Regions from separate parts of the Hordeum vulgare genome. Here region 2 is linked to region 1. A link is a contact called in public Hi-C data. All regions are on one chromosome and are shown on one strand. The core of a region is the stretch at or near the end of the contact, and the rest is flanking DNA. Distances in the headings are between cores, read along the strand shown. Region 1 has its middle 36 kb from the start of LOC123437294. Region 2 holds the start of LOC123437294 (MADS-box transcription factor 56-like).

Region 1 (6,063 bases), core at 1,177-3,676:
AATGTGGTAGCCACACGGTTTGTGTTTCATTGGTCTTTATTGTGTAGTGGCCCAACATACTATCTTCATTTTTTCTTCAACTCTTTTTTTTGAGAGAGAACCACATGTTTCATTAATCGAAAAACAAGTTACAATAAGCAACACACGTGGAAACTAAAAGACAAACCGGGATAAAATGATTATCCTGAATTTGCAGATAAAAACCTAAGAGAACGAGAAATACAAAACGATCCCTATGGTTTCCTGCAACCACCATAGCGAACGGCCGCCGCCCAACTCCAGCGCCCCCGAGGCGAACGCCGGAAGTGACGCCGAGCCTCCACAATCCCAAGATCAGAGAAAGCACCATCGCCAACGAGGCTTTGTGAGTCGATGAAAAGGCCCGCTGCACGCAGCAAGGCACATGTCGCTGTGGCACGTCGACCGGGGGACGTCCCTGTGCTGTCTTGGACCAAGATTTGTCGCCTCCCATCAACAAAGTTGGAGTGGAACGGCAGATCCACCACCTTCGGACCGACATCCTCGCTCCAGAAGAACCACCTCGCCCCGGCCGCCAGCGTCGTCGCGAATAACCACGGACGCCAGGGACACACCCAGAAACTGATCTCGCCAGATCTGAAGAACGGCGAGAAGACCAAGCCGCCGATCTGAAGGACCGAGCAGCACACGTTGCCATCAACTCCAAGACGCCGCCGTGAAGGTCGTCGTCAGTGTGGGAATAGAGTTGAGGCCGATTTATTTGACCAGACGCCGCTCCCACCACCCCAACGGCGTCCTAAGAAAACACTAGACCAACCCTAACAACAAGCCGGCGTCGCAGCGCCGTTGCAGCGCCGTGGTCCCCACCTCCTCACGTCGACGGAGTGGGCAACGGAGGAGGCAGGGACCGGTGGCGGCCGGTGTCGCTAGGGCAGTTCCTGGCGATCGCCTTCTAGCGGGAGCGGTTCGTTCGCTCGCTCTCGACAACCGCAACACTATTTTTTTTGTGTTGGCACGTTTGCTTTAAGTCTAAAGTGGTGCCAAAGAATGGTTTCTGAAAAGAATTATCGATAGATAACGTGTTGTCCGGTTAACCAATTTCTAAGTTACCGCGGATAATAAATGAGTGATATGGATGGCAAGGAGGAAGGGAACAGCTCCAACAACTCTAAAAGGTTTGAAAGCTCTTGGCACATCAAAGATTGACCTATGGCTTTACATCACATACCAAAGGGAAGACATGGAATATTGAGATAGTTTGGGGATGAACTACTTCATTGTCTTATAGAGCAGCATCCCTATCCTCACAAGAGTTGGAGTACGAATAATGTGGCAGCATATGTGTCATCAGTTAAATTCTAGCACTTACTTTGGTGGCATATTATTGCTCTAAGGACGTAAAGTCACATATTATTGGTGTAAGGACCTAAAGTAGCACGTTCCACTATTGAATGATAGCGGGAGAGCAAGCAAGGCATTTCGTGAAGCAAAGGCCAAGTAGGGCAAGGGCAGACCAAAGAGAATTTCGATGACCATTTGCAATAAAAAAGGAGTGAAAATTTAGTAGGGCAAGGGCAGACCAAAGAGAATTTTGATGACCATTTGCAAAAAATATTTAGAGGTTGCTTCATGCATTAATATAACTATCACATGTCCTCGTGTATTGAGAAGACCCTTTTCTACGTCCGAGCTCAAATTCAAAAAAGTCTGATTATTTTGCAAACTTTGACAAATATTTTGTGTGCTTGACAATTTTTGCATGAAATGACATTCATGGAAGTCATGGCATGTGGAGAGCTAAAGAGCTATGCACTGCAAACATGTATCTAAGGATATGCACGTACTTACGAGGTATAAGTTTTTATGACGACGCATACTTACGGGATTATGCGAAATACTATTTTCATTAAGGTTTTCTTTAATTCCCTAATCAGGTTTTGGTTGGTAACCCGTTTCATAATACAGGACGTTTTAGCAAGCATTTTTTTTTCTTTCAAAGACATCTTATATATGGAACCGAGGGAATACATTTTGCGCTGACATTGGAAAAACTTACGTGCAAAAAAATGTCGAAGGAAAACCATGCAGCTCCGTGCATCCGGATTCTTTGTAGAACATGCATCCAGATTAAGCTTATGGCATGTGGAGAACCAGCTTTTTACTATTATTTTGAGCGAGAGGATTTAACGGACTTGTTAACATGTAAGATTATGGTTGGAGTTAGGGAGAAAGAAATAATAAAGAATTGAAAGGAGGGAGAAGGAGAGAGTACAGGGCGTACATGGCCAACTACACCCGCCCGGCGGGGCCGGTCGGGCGGATACCGATGCTACGGCCGAGGCCCTCCCCCACGTACGTGTCGCCGTCGCAGCGGCCTATTCCGTACGACCAGGGGGGCCTATCCTCCGCCCTCGTACACGCACATGAGGACCAACCCTTTCCGGGATCGGGAGCCCTCGCTCGTTGTAGGGCCCCACGGCTGCGCCTGCGACTTGTAGCAGACGTGTGACATGATTGATGGGTCCTCATTCATGCGGGGCCAGGTTTTCAGCGATGTTTTCCCGGGTGCAGATGGCGAATTTGGGGAAGAGGGAGGAAAAGAAAGTTTTATGGGATTGCACCCGGTCAGGCCTTGTTTGGCGCTGGAGGCTTTCAAGCCCCAAAGGGGCTGGGGATTTTCACGGATTTGGTGAATCCCTCCCCTTCACCAATCCCCTACAATCCCCTACATTCCCTCCCACCCCCAGCCCCAATATTCTCAAACACATAAAATTGTTGTTTGGCTAGGGATAGCCTTTGGATGCACAATAGAATAAAAATGTAATTTTTATCACACCAACAGCATGTAAAAATGTGACTTTTATCACAACCATCATTTCACATCTGGGCCAAATAAAAATAATTATGACAGTTGTCAATTACAACAGTTCATTCCAGCAACATCACCATCATTTTTCACACCATTGAGTCAAATAAACCAAGAATATCTCATCTAGGCTAAAGAAAAAGATCATGCCATCATAACAAGTCAATTATGGAAGCAGCGCATACGGGGTGGAACTTTCATCAAAGGCAAAGAATCGTCGTGATCTTCTGAACTCATGAACATGAAGGCTGAAGGGACACACCTACAAAAACAAAGCAAAGGAGTATAAATCAGAAGTTGATCCATCCACCATTGGAAGCACGCAAGAGAAACAACAACATATCGAGCAATGGCTATATATGTGCTGAAGATTGCACAGTACCTTCAGTGCCTGCTCTACGTTTAAACTGAAACTGCAGCTTTGGGTTGATGGTGTTATCGACATACAAATAGAGAGGGAATAAATCATGCATGGATTGAAAAATAAGAACACAATTTCTGTAGGCTTAAACATGTAATTCCTCCGCGGTTCATGTTCACAGTACGGAAAACTAGCTGGGTTGACACGATATCATGTCCAAATCGTATCGGTGAGAACGAGAACAGTGACACAAAGACCCAAGGCAAAAATGTAAAAAAGGACAAGCCTTTGCATGTTGAAAATTTTGAAAAGCTTCGCGTAAAGGATTTGATATAGCACTGGCATCTCAGAGTGAAAACAGAGAGAGAGGTCTGGAGAAACACACTAAAATCCTGGCCTTGCAAGAAAGTAAGAAAAAATGGCCTTGTTCCTTGATCTTTGAACTTTATATTCATTTGTTCTTTGCAGTTTGAATATGCTAAGCTCTTCTGCTGCTTTGCAGATCATGATAATTCTATCTATCCTACCTATGTAACTTAGACAGCCTAACACATGCACCTCCTGCCTAACTTAGCAAGGCTAACTGAACTTACATATATATGTATATTAGAAGAGAACATATATACTCTCTCTTGTCTCTTCTTGGGAGACATCAAGCTAATTAATCCTGATGAGATAAACGACACCAAAGACTTAAAAAAATGATTTTGCGGCATCCAAAAGCAGGGCATGCATGGATTCAAAAGCAGGGCATGTATGCATAAAAGTTTATGGACCAAAATCTGTGATGATTATTGTGGACATTCCAATTACTGTGATGCATATTAATATGTGTTCACCAATCATGTGTTGGCTGAATTAAGCAAGCAAGAAACTCTAATATCAAGCAATATTCAAGAACCAAACCAAGCAAGCAAGAACATTATGAACCGATCCAATATTCAAGTTCCAAGAAAGTTTACCTCTTCTAGGTAGCCAACTCATCCATTTCGCTCCGAAGCCACTCGACTGCACTCGCTTCATCCTCGGCAGCGGAAGTGATGAAGGTTTCACGGTTCTCAACATTTTTGAACACCTTATATGCTCTGGCTCTCTCATGGCGTGCGATGTCTCCCATCTTGTGCACTAGAGAAATGCACCTGCTGATGGAGAATTCATGCCCATTTGTTGATCCAGCACTCTCTTTTGTCAGCAGGGCGATTTCATCCTCCGCTTGTTTCTTCTTTATGTTCACGTACTGCTGCATCACTTCCACCATCGCATCTCCAGTCTTCTTTGCCTTCTTTGCCTCCTTCCGAGGCTTCATTTTTGCAGCAGCAGGAACCCTCTTTTCACTAACTTGTTCATCAGTTCCTACAGGATCAGCGTCTGCAACCCTCTTTTCACCAACTCTAGCAGCAGCAATATCCTCTTCCTCCAGGATCTGCAATTCATCAGCATCTACCTCTTCTACCCGCTCTTCTTCAGTCTCATCCTCCACTTGTGTAATACCTGGTACTTGTGACAGCCCAGCTTGATGTGATGGTTCAGAAGATATGAAATTGTAATTTCCTTCAGCTGTATGGCCTGCACAAAGAACATACTGAGAAGCATTAAAATTTATGCTTCTCCATACATAACACCCATAACTAGCAGCAAAATGTTAAAATTCAGTTAATTTGCAAAGTTCAGTGTCTTGCTCTTCCGTGTCTTGCTTTTTGACGAGTTAAATTTTGCGGCCCATGTGCAACTTCAGTTAATTCTGCTGTAGAACTACTATGATTGCTTTTGCTTTCAATGAATTATATATACCTAACAGTATTGGGAGCTGGTGCATTTCCATTTGCATTTGCATTGCAAAATTCAGATATCAAATGGCTTCCACCCTAACAGAACTAGTAACAGAACTAGTCTATGAAGTGTTAATTTATGGAGGAAATGGCTTCCACCCTAACTAGGAGCAGCAGTATTAATTTCTTCAAATTATGCTTACCATCATATAAGTCGCCTAGTCTGTCATATAGGGGGAAAGATCCTCTCCTGAATTTTCCAATTCTTTTCCATGTCTACAAACAAGAATAGTGAAAATGATTAATACCACAATAATACCAACTTCAAGCATGGAGCTGTCATTGCAATGTTGGTAAAGTAACTTACTTGGATCATATTTTTCCAAAGGTTTTCATCGGCAATTAGTGTGCATCTAACATCATCCCAGCTAACACCGCTTTGTCTTCGAGCCTCCTTTAGAGCCCTGTAGTCCCTTTTCATTTCTTTCTCCTTCTCTTGGATCTGATTCTTAGTAAAGTTCACACAATTCCTACAATTGAATAGCTTGACCATCTGGTTCCATGTTTCACTTCCCCAGCCATTGTCACCTCTAAAACAGGGATCATCATGCTCATGAAGCAAATCCACCAAAGACTTCTCAAGTCCTCGGTTCCATTGGGCCCTTGGCTTGTCAACTACACAAGCACAAGTATTAGAGAAGTGCAGATGAAAGAAATATGTTTCAAAAGATACAAGTTGAGACGCAGGTAATATGGAAAATACCTCTTGGTGAAGTAACCCTTTTCATTGCCTTTGGTGAAGGTTTTTTCTGCAAACCTTTCCTTTGCATCAAGTTGAACTTTGGAGAACCTTTAGCATACATATCTTATATGATGAACATGTAAGATAACAAAGAGCTCATTATTACATGATAACAAAGAGCATCATAACAAAGATAACAATTATTACTAGAATCAATCTTACGTCATTCAAGTATTCATAACAAAGGGTTCACTATTACATGACAAACATAACAAAAGAGCTCATTACAAAAAAGTTCATCCCACATCATTGAAAATCATCCCACATCCTCCTAGCAATCTCGTCC
Region 2 (5,629 bases), core at 2,428-4,927, 37 kb after region 1:
TCGCCAATAGTTGCTTTGTTCTTCTTTTTCTTCTTCGGGGCGGCTTTGACCTTCTTGACGGTCGGTTTCGCTGGTCTCCGCTTCTAGAAGGGCGAGTTTTTCTACAACAATATTGATAAAAAAGCAAGTTCTCAAAGGAGTAAAGGAAAAAAATAAGTAAGGCGAGTAATGGCTAAAGATATCCACCTCAGGAGCCGGGTTTTGGATGCAGAATGGTTTCAGTCCAGTTTTGGAACATATTTCATTGGGCTCGCCACATAGCTTCTTCACAATGCGATTGACTTCATCAGAGTCAAGCATAACATTGGTGAAATGGTGTTCATTGTCTAAATCGACATCATATTTGCACATCAATCCATCCCGGCGGCTTAATGGCATAATCCGCGACTCCACCCAGCATCGGATCAAAGCAATTCTGGTTAAACCATTGGCGTTTAAGGCCGTGAGTCTCGTCTAGACAAAAGCAAGGGTGACCTATTCTTTTGTAGTCAGTGAGTCGGGAAGTTTAAAGTCCATCAAAAGGCACTCCTCTCTGAACCCTCACAAGGGATTCTCGCTGGCAAGTGCAGTATTCTTACAATAAAACCAAGTTTTTCCCCAGCCATTGGGATGACTTGGCAAGGTGACAACAGGAAAGCCACATTATCGCCGCCTTTGGATTGTGACTCCGCCAAGCTCTAAGCTGGGACCATCGGCACATTCCGTCTGGCGGTTCAAATAGAAGAATTCCCTAAACAAGGGAACAGTGGGCTCTATTTCCAAGTATGTTTCGCAGAAGACTTGAAATTGGCATAAATTTCTGATTGAGTTGGGGCCCGGGTCTTGAGGGCGAAGATTGTAGAAGTGAAGTGCGTCTCAAAAGAATTTTGATCCAGGGGAGAAAAGCCTCGTTCAAGGTGATTAGTGAAGACCACAACTTCTCCTTCAACGGGTTGCAGACGCACTTCTCCAGCGACGGCTCTCCATCCAATTACTTCCTTGGGAGACAAAACTCCTACGTTTACGTATTGCTGAAGGGAGATGTGAGAAATTTCTGACGCCAGCCAATCACATTTGGACGGCTTTGACATACTCACATGTTCAGAAAGGAAAAGAGTTGCATGAATACGTTGGCGGGTTATCTCGATGAACATGACTTGTCTTGAAAAAAACAAGCGACTTGACAAAGAAGGTAGCCTAAAATGTTCAAGTCGCCCTAACGTAAAGACGTTTTCTTGAGATGGCGAGTTACAATCCTATCAAGCAAGCCGGTGTGAACATAAGGGCGGCTTAAAGAAGAACAGTGACCTAAGTTTCTGCTAAGTGCGGGACAAACAAGTTTCTACCAAAGGGCATAAAAATATGGATCTACCGATGGCTCCATAAAAAGAAAAAAATAGTGGCGTTGGGAAGACTGTATAATATGAAGCAATAACTGTTCATTATCTGAATCTAGATTCTGCAAGGCATTATAGAAGAATTACCGAAACAGACCCCTACATCTACCGCGACATAAATAGGGGGAAGTTCAATCAAAGAGCTAAGCAAGTCTGTAATGGCGATGAGCACGAATGAACTTCGAACGAACCCTACTAAGCTTTGGTGGATTCACGAATGAATCTAGGGAAGGAGAGAGCTTACCTGACAGCGTTGACGACGGCAGGGTAGACCCGCGACTCGAAGGAGGAGACATACGGCGAAAGGCTCCTGAACCAGATCAACTGGCGATGGGGGTTCTCCAGCGGCGGCGGTGTGAAAGTACATGCTCGAGCAGGAAGAAGAAGATGGGGGCGAGGTAAAATAAAGATTCCCTCGTGAGTATTTAAAGGTCAAAGCTGAAGTGAAAACGGTAGGCGCGGGAATCCAGGAGGAGCAATAAATTTCGAAACTCATGGCGCCTTGATTTTCGGGCTAAGAAGATAAGCCCAAAAGATCTGTTGGAATGATGTCACTAAGATTCCTAAAATCTTGGGGCGGGTGACATCACTAACAAAGCGAGCAAGAGCTTCACGGAATATTTGAAGCTCACATTTCTGCCTTGGAAGGCAAAATCCGGGTTGAATATGAGCCGCCCAGATTAAGAGTAAAATCTATTGACCTGAATAAATTCAAGTCAATCTGGGGCCTAATTTTGGGGATATCATCTCGCCACATGACCCGCCCTAAGAGGCCGGGTCAAGATGGTGGCGGCTCTTCGTTCATACTCAAGATGGGCCCTGACCTAGAAAGTGGGAGGTGCAAGGCGGTTTACCAATGGGAGCCGGCAGCGGCCCAAGACAGCAAGATGGCGGGTCATGGCCCACAAGGGAGAAGGTCGCCAGGAGTTTTCTTGCTTAAGGAGTAAGGCGAGTTAGAGACTTAACGGGGCACGGACAATAATGTGATCCGGACTCTTGTAAACCTAAGGGTCTTGACCTGATATAAAGGCGAGTCTCTAGGGCTAGTAGACTTAAGTTACAACAATCGAGAGCTAGGTCATGCGAAACCGCACCCTTTTAATCAATCTCATCATCAATACACATAAAAGCATGACGTAGGCTATTACCTCCATCGGAGGGGCCGAACCTGGGTAAATGCGTCTCTCGTTCCCGATCAACCCCTTTGAGTCACCACATAGTTGCGATGGTTTCACCACTAAGTCGTTTCACGAGGACGTATGTCGTGACAAAACCATGACACTATGCTAATGCCAGAGTGCCACTTCCAGATGCCGGAGGAGATTCGGGCAAGGTGTGCCACCCGCATCGTAGCCGAACTACCTCCAGACTCGGTGGAGCTAGAGTATGAGGAGGAGGAAGAGGAAGGGAGTGATAGTCGGTTCCCACGGAGGTGGCAGATCCGGAGGAGGAGGACATGGGGAATCCGAAGGAGAACGACGCAGTGGAGCCAGAGGAGGAGTCGGCGCCTGTTACATGCTTTAGCATGGAGGATGCCATGGTACAGTTCATGGTTTCCCAAGCGACAGAGATGATGGACCACCAGACCATTCTGGAGTCCATCCAGAATGACGCCTATGTCGAGGCCATTCGATGGTTCATCCGGTAAAAACGGGGGGGCGCCCAACACGCCTTTCGTTGAACTGGAGGCGAAACCGAAGGAGACACAGGAGCCGGAGTAGCGGCTGCCGTCGATCAATGTATTCAGAGCCGGGGACGTAGATCGTGAACATCTCCGTTGAAGACTAAGGTAATGTAGGTTATTGTTGATCTACATATTATGTAGGTTTTCTGTTATGGATGTTTTTTTCAAAATTTAAAAGTTAAGTTACAAGTTATTCGGATGCCAATGAGCAAATTTAAGATGTGATGAGTCGTGTTGGACGTGTCCGGATATGTCAACGGACATATGAGGATCCAAATTTACTGTCACGGCTGTAGATGCTCTTACTTATGCGGCATTTCCAAGCACGAGAGATCCATCCACACAGGCTAAACTTAGCTGCAAATACGCACGAGTTAGGGGTCGCGACCACAAAATCGTCATCCTCCGGCGGGACTTTCACCTTAATATCCGCGAACCTGGAAACAAGGAAAAAAAAAACGGCGACGGCCAATGGCGCTCCAACGGTGGCTCCTGGGCGGGTCCCCTGATTGATTTTTCCCAGGATGGGAAATTCCTCGCGCAGTCGCCTTCTTTATTTGGCCGGGTCGCTTCCTTTTGTTACCCCTTCGATCCATACCTTGCCCTTCCTCCGGCCGCCTCCCCACCCCGTCCACTAATCAGCAGCCGAGTTTTTCTCTCTCTGCCTTATAAATCCAGTGCACAGTGCCCCGCACCCAGCTCACACCACGCCCGTTCCTTTCCTCTCCGGGCTACGCGGGCAGGGACCAGAAAGGGAAGCCGCGGCCGCGCCGTCCCTCCCCACCCCTCTCCTCTCCCTAGGCATTTCTGGTGAGCTCCCTGCCCTCTCAGATCTGCCCGCTTTTGTCGCAGTTCGATCTCCGCCGGCTAGAATTTTACTCACATAATCGGTCTGTTTCTAACCGCGCTGTGCAGCTGGTGATTGGCCCGTTTCCGACGGAGGAGAGTGGATCGGTCGAGTCGGGTCGAGCCTCGCCAGGGGCAGGAAGGATGGTGCGGGGGAAGACGGAGATGAAGCGGATAGAGAACGCCACGAGCCGGCAGGTGACCTTCTCCAAGCGCAGGAACGGGCTGCTCAAGAAGGCCTTCGAGCTATCGGTGCTCTGCGACGCCGAGGTCGGGCTCGTCGTCTTCTCCCCTCGCGGCAGGCTCTACGAGTTCGCCAGCGCCGACAGGTACGCCCACGCAAACGGCAAATCTTGAATCTAGTCTCCCTGCTTCCGCTGCTGCTGTTTGATATCGGCTCACTGCTTGTGCTTGGGTACTTGGTTTGGTTAATTCATGGGGCCTTTGCAATGGCTGCGGTTGCCATTATTGGAGGCCGGGAACTCTTGTAGCTGCTGCCATTCTTCCCCAAAGCGTCCGTACGGACTCTCGGTGCACACAGCTAATCAAAAAAGCACACATCACATTCTTTGAGGCCTCTCTTCCTTCTCACACTTTTGTCACACATACACACACGCGCCTTTTGGCTTTCGCTTTTCTTTTCCCCTAGATTTCTCCAGTTCCTTCTCACTCCCCGGCAGTATCTCATGGAGCCTCGCCGCCTGCCTCCTCCCATGCCTCTCTTCTCCTTCTTTCTTTCCGTTCGATCACAGGCGGTAGCGAGTCAAAGAGGTTCTTAAACATGAAGGACAAGGAAATTAATGTGCAGCCAATGGGATCCAGGCTGGGAAATTAATGTGCAGCCAATGGGATCCACGCGTGCCCGGCAATTGCGGTGCTGTCGGGGAAGGGAGGCTGCGGCTAGAAATGGAGAAAAAAGCTCATGTGATGTCCGGACTCGGGACTGCGAGCATCACCTATAGCAGCAAAGTAATAATTAATTTATCGCAGCACCACCGCTGATTTGACCTGATTTCTCCTCCGCTCTCCAGTCGCGTCAGTTCCGTTCGAGGTATGGCCTGTGTGACCCGGGTCAGTGGTCACAGTGGCCACCGTACGCTGATTTCTTGCTTGATTGATGATCGATTGGCGTTCACGCTCATTGGTCAGGCTGTGTGGTACATGCGATACTGTAGTTTCGGGGAGCTCTTTCTGATCCGGGTGTCCTTCTCATTTGACGAGCTTTAGTTTAATCCTGAGCAGAAAACCGCATGTTTCGCCTGGGCCTGGACGGTTTCATGCGTTGACCCTCCGCAGCTGATTCGTCTTAATTTAAGTGTACGATCGAGTGCTTACTTTGGTAGGCCGCAGGCTAATCAAACCTTAAACTTGTGTATGGAATCATATAGTAGTATGTTTCAATCATTTATGTATATTATGAAAGCTCATTTTTCAATATTTTGGCACAAACTTTCAGTACATATGGTCTAGCCATAATTTGGTAGTTTTTCTATCTCCATATTGGTAGAATTTCCCTGCTAATTAACACTGTTAAACACATCAATTCTCCCAACCAAGTATGTAGGCATATCTTAATATTTGGCTGTAGTACTGTGACTGAACCAAACCACGATCAAACGTAGGTAGGCCTTCAGATAGGGTCGTGCATAGCCAGTTGGTAAATGCGGTAATAACAGTACGTACATCCCTTTTGTTGCTATTAATTTTGTCATATATAGTTATA

Evidence for each region. Hi-C and Micro-C count contacts between places; a contact is called where the count stands out from the background.
Region 2: a contact with region 1 is called in a Hi-C map of seedling, with 2.3 times the contacts expected there. The contact joins the promoter of LOC123437294 here to the enhancer-like site in region 1. A contact is called at or near these places in 2 of 6 Hi-C or Micro-C datasets (leaf and seedling).

What each region holds. Positions count from the first base shown.
Region 1 is chr1H:362,407,840-362,413,902 of MorexV3_pseudomolecules_assembly, forward strand. No RefSeq gene overlaps it. Among protein-coding and RNA genes, the nearest start is that of LOC123437294, 36 kb to the right of the region's middle. Within about 2 kb of position 2,427, at least 3 of the 3 cell types and tissues checked have open chromatin away from gene starts, as enhancers often do. A contact at or near this core is called in leaf and seedling, where this site is marked.
Region 2 is chr1H:362,443,125-362,448,753 of MorexV3_pseudomolecules_assembly, forward strand. LOC123437294 (MADS-box transcription factor 56-like) reads left to right here and starts at 3,678. Exons shown (of 8, transcript XM_045115699.1): 1 at 3,678-3,870; 2 at 3,976-4,235. The coding sequence starts at 4,051.